Regions from separate parts of the Mus musculus genome. Here region 1 is linked to region 2. A link is a contact called in public promoter capture Hi-C data. All regions are on one chromosome and are shown on one strand. Each heading gives the region's core, a stretch centred on a gene start, on an enhancer-like site or on the middle of the called end of the contact. The rest is flanking DNA. Distances are from core to core; before and after follow the strand shown.

Region 1 (3,876 bases), core at 549-3,048, 80 kb after region 2:
TCTTAGCCAAAGGCCTCATAAACTTGATGAGAAAGGCAGCCTGGCTTGGGATTGAGCTGGGAGTGGTACAGACACACAGACACCACTCCCCTCCAACCTGGGACAAGTGCCTGGCCTTAGGGTGGGTGCCCTACAAGCTCTGGAGATGATACTGTGTGTTTATTTTCATTAAAACAAAAATATAGCCAGAGCATGAATTTAAAAGGCCTGTGGCATGCATGTGCGCGCGCACACACACACACACACACACACACACACACCTACCCCTGCAACCTCCAGTGGTTAGAACATCCTGTGCATCAGGAAAACTAGCAGCCAGCCTAAATACCATCAGAGAACATTCTAGGCCAAGAATGACCCCCACACACCCCATTCTAGCGACAAGGAATAAGAAGGGCTTATGGGAAGTGCAGGCTTGGAGTCCAAATCCTACATCTATGTATTGAGTGTCATGAGAAGGTCTAGATACCTTGTCCTCTACCAGCTCTCTGTTGGTGGCCTCCATGCCCGCACACCATCAGGTGGTGTGGTTCTGGCGTAGTTGTGGTCTCCTCCACCACCTCCCAAAAACAGAAGCCATCTCTGGCCAAGCAACCCAGAGCTCACCCTGGGCCAAAGCTGTAACCTGCCTGCTCACCCTCCCTTCTCCACAGGACTCCAGACACTGTGGCTGGCAAGTGAACAGAAGCCTGGTCCACCAGGGCGGGGCTGCCCACAACCTAGCATCTGGCTAGCCAGGGTTGGTTGCCTGTAGCCAACACCCCACTTCCCACCAGCTCACACAGTCCTGGGGTCATTGCCCAGCTATGGCCTCTGCCAAGTACACATTGGCGCCACTAGGCTGCCACTCTGAGACCCCCCTTAGGGGTGGGTCCTAACCACCGGTGAGGGGAGGATCCGGAGATGAGGATATTTGGGGGAGATTAAGAAGGAGACTGTGCAACCATGCTTGTTCAGCGGCCTGTGGTCTCCAGGTGTGTTGCCAGTCAGTCCTGTGGTTCACTCCCCACACACACCAGTTCCCACATTTCTGTGTGGCCTTCAGCCCTAGAAAGGGGAATGAGGGTACAAAGGACAGGGAACAGGAAGCCCAGAGCTAAGAGAGGGGTCGTGAATAAGCCCACAATCCGGAGCTCTTACGGGCCTGGTGCCACTGGGCTCCGAGAAGGGGCAGAGCCAAACGCACGGCTGTCAGCTAGCCTCTGCAACCAGCTCCCCCACCTCCTTGGGATAAACTGAGGAACCCAGAAGCGGGAGCCCAACCCACAGCAGCTCTCACGCTCCGCCTGCGCCGCACAACAGTCCCATTAAAGCGCCGCCGGCTGGCCGACCGCGGTGAGACGCATCCGGCTGTCGGGCCCCACTTCCTCCCTCCCGGAGTCCAGGGTGACCTGTCTGCCAAGGGTGTATGGGGGAGGGAGACGTAGAGAACTCAAACTTGAGCAAATAAATAAGTTCTGGGAACACTTCCCTCTGCCCAGTGGAAATTCAGAGGCCCCTCGACACACCTATCACCGTCCACCCCACCTCGGGGTGTTGGTCCAGATAGAGGAGGGTAGGGGAAGGTGCAGCATAATGTTTGCAAACAGGAACCAAGGGGTTGGGGTTCAGGGGAAGGGCCCTCAGCCCTACACACGGTCTCCTGCTGTGAAAAGAGGCCCCCAGCCATCGAGGATGGGGACGCATCTCTGGGCGGGAAGGGGTTAAATCAGTGGCTTCGGTGCTCCACGTAGTAGCTGGCTCCGCTGCCAACTGCGGTCAAGGCTGCCCTATAAATGGGCCGGGAGACCCGAGAGTCGAGGACTTGTCGCTGCCTTAGCCCCCAGCCCAGGCTCAAGGCGTTCCAACCATGGCCCGCGCGCTCTTATTCAGTCTGGTCTTTCTTGCCATCCTCCTGCCTGCGCTAGCCGCCTGCCCCCAAAACTGCCACTGCCATGGAGATCTGCAGCATGTCATCTGCGACAAGGTGGGGCTGCAGAAGATCCCCAAGGTATCAGAGACAACCAAACTGCTCAATCTCCAGCGCAACAACTTCCCGGTGCTGGCTGCCAACTCGTTTCGGACCATGCCGAACCTGGTCTCCCTGCACCTGCAACACTGCAACATCCGCGAGGTGGCGGCTGGTGCCTTCCGAGGCCTGAAGCAGCTTATCTACCTGTACCTGTCCCACAACGACATCCGGGTATTGCGAGCTGGAGCCTTCGACGACCTGACTGAACTCACTTACCTCTATCTAGACCACAACAAAGTGTCGGAACTGCCCCGGGGGTTGCTCTCTCCTCTGGTCAACCTCTTCATCTTGCAACTCAACAACAACAAAATCCGAGAGCTGCGTGCTGGAGCTTTCCAGGGGGCCAAGGACCTGCGCTGGCTCTACCTGTCAGAAAATGCCCTCAGTTCCCTGCAGCCTGGTTCCCTGGATGATGTGGAGAACCTAGCCAAGTTCCACCTGGACAAGAACCAGCTGTCTAGCTACCCCTCAGCCGCCCTGAGCAAACTTCGGGTGGTGGAGGAGCTGAAGCTGTCTCACAACCCTCTGAAGAGCATCCCAGACAATGCCTTCCAGTCCTTCGGTAGATATCTGGAGACCCTCTGGCTGGATAACACCAACCTGGAGAAGGTAAGTGCCCCAGCTGCAGTTCTCCCGGCTCTTTCTAGGATGCCACCCCAGGACCACATCGGGACAGCATTCCCTCCTCCTGGACTCCTTGTCACTCAGATTATCCTCCAAAGCAAGGGGCCTTTGCCACTTCTCTCTGCATTGACACACACCCCTCCCCATCCTTCTCACCCTTACCTGGTCCCGAGGCTTCTCAGCAGGGCTCTCTTGGGACTCCTTGTAAGAGATGGAACTGTTCTGGTCCCACAAATGGCCTCTGGGGAGGCATCTGCCCCAGACCCCACGGTTAACAGCAGACACCTCTTCCTGTTGGACTTTCCACCCCTCTCTTACCAGTCTCCTGCAAGCCTACCATTTCATAAAGGAAGGTTTGTCTACTGAGGCACCTTCCAGAAGCTGAGAGAACACAAAGAGTGCCTGTTCCCAGTGGGTGCTGGCCTGTGTTGCTAAGGTAAAGTGAGAGGCCAGAGGATGAATTGGGGAGCAGGTACCTTAAGGAGAACTCTCCCACACCCTCGTCCCATTCCCTCCGTGGGTCGAAACACACTCAATTTTATTGCAACCTCGGGTCGATTTCAAATAAGGACGGGAAACCAAGACACGGAGACCTGACTTGGCTTCACCGAGTTGCTGGCTTGGTGCTCTTGCAGCCCGTGAATAAACACATGCAATCCCTGGCACACGCCCCCCCAAGTGTCTCCTCAGAGCACAGACTGACTGTCTCACTGTCCAGCAGACAGTTTGTTGACTTTTGCTTTCCCCAGTCACCAGATCCCAGACTCCTCAATTCTTCCTCCCTTGGGATGCTCAGGCTAGCCTGGTCGGGGCTGTCTAGGAGCAAAGTCCTTTTCAGGGAATCACCCTGGTACACAACACAGTTTCAGCCAGAAGGTTCGGGCAGAGACCAGAGCGAGGTAGAGTAGTTTTGTTTGTAGAGAACGTCACAGCCCAATCTGGTCTGTGAGAGGTCACAGATACGGAGCTGAGGACAGAAGGCCAACCTTATCTAGGTAGATGGAGCCTTCTGGGTGGATCTTCTTTAGCCTGGCCTCACCCCAGCTAAATGTAGACCACCCTAGTGACAAAACAGTGGCCAGTAGAACAGCATACGAAGGCTGATTTAGAATGAGGAGGCCAAAGCCGGGCGTGGTAGCGCACGCCTTCAATCCCAGTACCTGGGAGGCAAAGGCAGGCGAATTTCTAAGTTCGAGGCCAGCCTGGTCTACAGAGTGAGTTCCAGGACAGCCAGGACTACA
Region 2 (3,824 bases), core at 902-3,401:
ATCTGGGGGGGGGGGGGGTGGAGGTTGTAAGTAAATGTCACTGGGGGTGGTGGTGGCTCAGGTTCCTAAAGGATACCCCCCCAGGAAAGTGGGTGGGGTGTAGGGGAAGCCCAGGTGTCTAGAGTGTGAGGAGGAATTATGGGTTGGAATTAAGAGGAAGCTACCGTTAGCTTGAAGGTCTTGGGACTGGCAGCCAGGATTGGGATTAGGGGCAAAAGTCACCTGGAAGGCCTGGGTATAGACCACCGAGAGTTGGGCCTGGTCATACAGCATTTTCTCAAAGTGAGGGATGTGCCACTGTCGGTCCGTGGAGTAGCGGTGAAAGCCCTGTGGTCAAGGCAGAGTGTTAGGCCAGACTGATCTCAGCCTCTGTCCCTAGGCCTGCTGCCCCGGCCGGCCGGCACGGAACCTGGCCTGCCCTCACCTGCCCCACATGATCCTGGATGCCTCCGTTGGCCATCATCTTCAGGGTGTGCAACGCCATCTGCTGAGCTCGGGAGCCATCCTGGGTGAGCCGGTGACTGAGCCAATAGGAGAACAGGAAGTTCAGGATCACTGTGGAGCAGGAAGGAGAGGGTGAGAGGTTCCAGGGAGGCTCTGCCCAGTCAGTCTCTGTCTGTCAGGCTGGAAGGTGGGAACTTCTACCATCCACTTAGAGGACACAGGCCATTGGCCTCTGAGTCAGAGGTCAGAATATCAGCCCACAGGGGACCGGAAAGCTACACAGCCGCACAAGAGAGGCCAAAGGCACCGATGCTCATTATATAGGTCAGGGTCAGAGGTCACTGACCAGGTGTGGGAAACTTGGGGGCCTCGGCGAAGCCGCCGTATTCCTCATCATAGCCCTCATCCAGCTGCTGGAAGCAACGGCTGTTCATGGTGGCAGCAGAGGCTGGAATCTGTCTGTCACCCACGCTGATCTCAGATCGGGCCAGAAGGGCTGTGGTGACGCGCTGGCTGTTCTCCAGAAGGGTGTTCTTGTTCAGTTTCCACTACAGGAGGTGAGCACACACGTGGAAGTCAGCATACACAGGTCGGGGTGGGGATGGGAGGTGGCTGTGGTCTCTCAACCTGCACGTGGGCACCTTCCCTCCCAGACATCCACCCACCTGATCACAGATTCTCATCAACACTGTTCGGAAGCCAACTCGAGTCAAACCATCCTCTGGCGGGAAGTAGGTGCCCCCAACGAATGGCTGGAGGCCGGGGGTCAGCCACACATTCATTGGCCAGCCTCCTCCACTACTGGTGGCCTGGAAGAGGGAGGGCCAGGGTCAGGGGAGTTGCCGCGTTGTAGGTGTGACTAGACTGCCACAGAGATGGCTCACCTGCACAAAAGTCATGTATACTTTGTCCACATCTGGCCGCTCCTCTCGGTCCACCATGACACAGATGAAGTTCTCATTGAGCAGGCGCCCTATCTCTTCATTCTGGAAGGATTCCTCCTCCATCATGTGGCACCAGTGACAGGTAGAGTACCCCACTAGGAGAGAAGAGGGACAGGATGGCAGGAGGAGGTCCCCGGGGGACCCAAGGGACCACCCCCAACCCTCTGCCTGTCACTGAACCTCATTCTGGGAACAGTGGGTGTATACCTGAGAGAAAAATCGGCTTGTTTTCTTTTTTGGCCTTGTCGAAGGCTTCCTGTCCCCAGGGGTACCTAGACCCAACAGGAAGAGAGGTCACTCAGTAGCCTAGGGAGTCTCAGAGGATTAGGGACCCCAGATGCTTCAAGGGAAACCCTGGGATGGCTCTCACCAATCCACCGGGTTGTAGGCATGCTGTAAGAGGTATGGAGACTTCTCATTGATCAGGCGATTGACGGTCTTCGGCGGTGCAGGTGGAGGACAGTTAGTCCGGCTTGACTTTCCTCCAGCAGGCATGGGCGCTGAACTACTAACTGTAGTAGCACTTCGGTCCTTGTCCCGGGAAGAGCTGCCCCTAATGTGGGCAGATGGGTCACACAAATGAAGGCCACTTCCCCTTTGCCCCACCCAAATCAGCTCAATGGTTACCCAGCCACAAAGACCCCCACTCTTTGTCCAGCCCACCTTTCTGAACCACGGGGGAGACCGTGGCCTTTGTGCTCCCCCTTATGTTTTGGGGGTGGTGAGGAATGGTGGCTCATTGGGGGCTCCCTGCCAGGTTAGTCTCCCCCAGCTTCTTGGACCTGGCGGTAGGAAGGGTATCTGTGAGGTCAGAGAGGGTCATAATGAGTAGAATGGTCCATCCTGCTCTGTTCTATCACCCGTGGAGTGCCCCTCCCTGGGCGGTTGCACTGCAGGCATCCTTAGCATTCATGTGGGTGACTTAGGAAGGGAGTGGCTATTGCTAGTGTCTAGACAGGTCAAGAGGAATGGGTATTGGGTCCGGGACTGGACCAGGTGAGGGACAAGCAGAAGAAGTAGTCAGGGACTAGCCAAGAACTCCAGAGTACTTTGAAGGACCAGGTCTTACACTAAACACACACACACACACACACACACACATACATACACACAGAGGGGAAAGAGGGAGGGGAGAGAAAGGGAAAGAGGGGAAGAGAGATAAGAAAGAAGGAGAGGGAGAAGGAGAGAGGGACCACTCAGAATCAAATAGACCTATCTTAGGGAGTTCAACCTGGGAACGCAACTAAATAGCAGGCAGGGCAGCAACATGAGTTTGTGACAGGGTGCAGGGTGCTTCAAGAGAGGGGTTTGTGGACAGCACATCATTCTAGAAAGGCTTCCTAGAGGCGGTGCTAAAGTAGCCAAAGAGCTAGCCTGAGCTAATCCTGCAGCGGATAAGAAGGGTGGGGGAAGAAAAGGAGCCTTCATGTAGGGGGATCCGAGCAGACATCGCAGACTATGCCTGAAAGACGGACTGCCGCGGCGCCAGGCATATTGTAGTGTCTTGCTCATACCTGCCGCTAGCCGCAAGGCCCACCCCCACAGTGGGGCGACCGGAGGTTGGGGTCCAGACAGTCCCACACTCTTCAGTATAGCTGCTCCAATTCGGGCGGTAGGCTGCAGAAGGGCGGGCCCAGAACCCTGTCCTCGCCAAGTCTCTGGCCCTGTGGCTGGTCTCCGAGCGCCGCTCGGCGGTAGAGCGCGGAACTACAGCCCTGCCGTGCCTTTGAAGATCCAACCGTCTCAGCGCTTAAAATTCGAGTAAAATAAGCTGGGTTCCATTTAAAGTGCTGGCAGGAAGAGTGACCCTCGGAGCATCCAATACTTTTGCCTAGCTCTTTCCCCTTTTACAAGCAAGAGATAAGGCTCCCTTCGAAGGATTTGATCAGCCAGCCAAATTTGCTTGATCCAGCCTACCCATCCTCCCTAGAACCCACCCACTCCGAGAAGCCTTCCCAGAGTAGTAACACTGAGCCAATATGTCCTTACTGCATGCTCTGTTTGCTTGGTTCATTCACTTTATTCAGTCAATGACAAGCGTCCTCTGCTGTCTACTACTATACCAGGCACCGAACACCCGTGTGTTCCTCCCTACCCTTTTACTCAGAGACTAGCTAGTGAATAGTCAGCTACACACTGCGACAAGTACCGTGAATGGGTATAATCTAGCAAGAGACTCGATCCAGTAGAAGAGACACAGAGGAAAGCTCTGCTGAGGACATTATACTTGATTGGTAGCTATAAAGAATAAGAGTGCAGGGAGTGAGAGATGTAGCAGAAGAAACAGCATGTGTAAAGGTCCTGTGGCAGGTGAGGGTATTGAGACTGAGGGCCAGCAGAAGGCTAGTATAGCTGGAGGGCAGAGAAAAGGGATAGGTAACGAACGTGGATAGGAAGCTGGCTTAGTTAGCTTGCTATTGCTATGATGAAACACCA

What was found. Capture Hi-C pulls out chosen DNA fragments and counts their contacts.
Region 1: a contact with region 2 is called in a promoter capture Hi-C map of liver. The contact joins the promoter of Chad here to the promoter of Spata20 in region 2. A contact is called at or near these places in 9 of 39 promoter capture datasets (cranial neural crest, embryonic stem cells, frontonasal cranial neural crest and 5 more), 1 of 484 Hi-C or Micro-C datasets (double positive thymocytes), 4 of 115 datasets of contacts at active chromatin or transcription factors (bone marrow-derived macrophages, embryonic stem cells and pancreatic cancer cells) and 3 of 9 other capture datasets (adipose tissue, liver and pancreatic islet).

Annotation. Positions count from the first base shown.
Region 1 is chr11:94,563,249-94,567,124 of GRCm38.p6, forward strand. It overlaps Chad (chondroadherin), which reads left to right and starts at 1,799. Exons shown (of 4, transcript NM_007689.5): 1 at 1,799-2,620. The coding sequence starts at 1,850. All of the region lies in intron 10 of Acsf2 (acyl-CoA synthetase family member 2), which reads right to left.
Region 2 is chr11:94,483,159-94,486,982 of GRCm38.p6, forward strand. Spata20 (spermatogenesis associated 20) reads right to left here and starts at 2,152. Exons shown (of 16, transcript NM_144827.4): 1 at 2,052-2,152; 2 at 1,759-1,941; 3 at 1,596-1,660; 4 at 1,329-1,483; 5 at 1,110-1,253; 6 at 791-992; 7 at 425-555; 8 at 223-327; 9 at 1-2. The coding sequence starts at 2,128.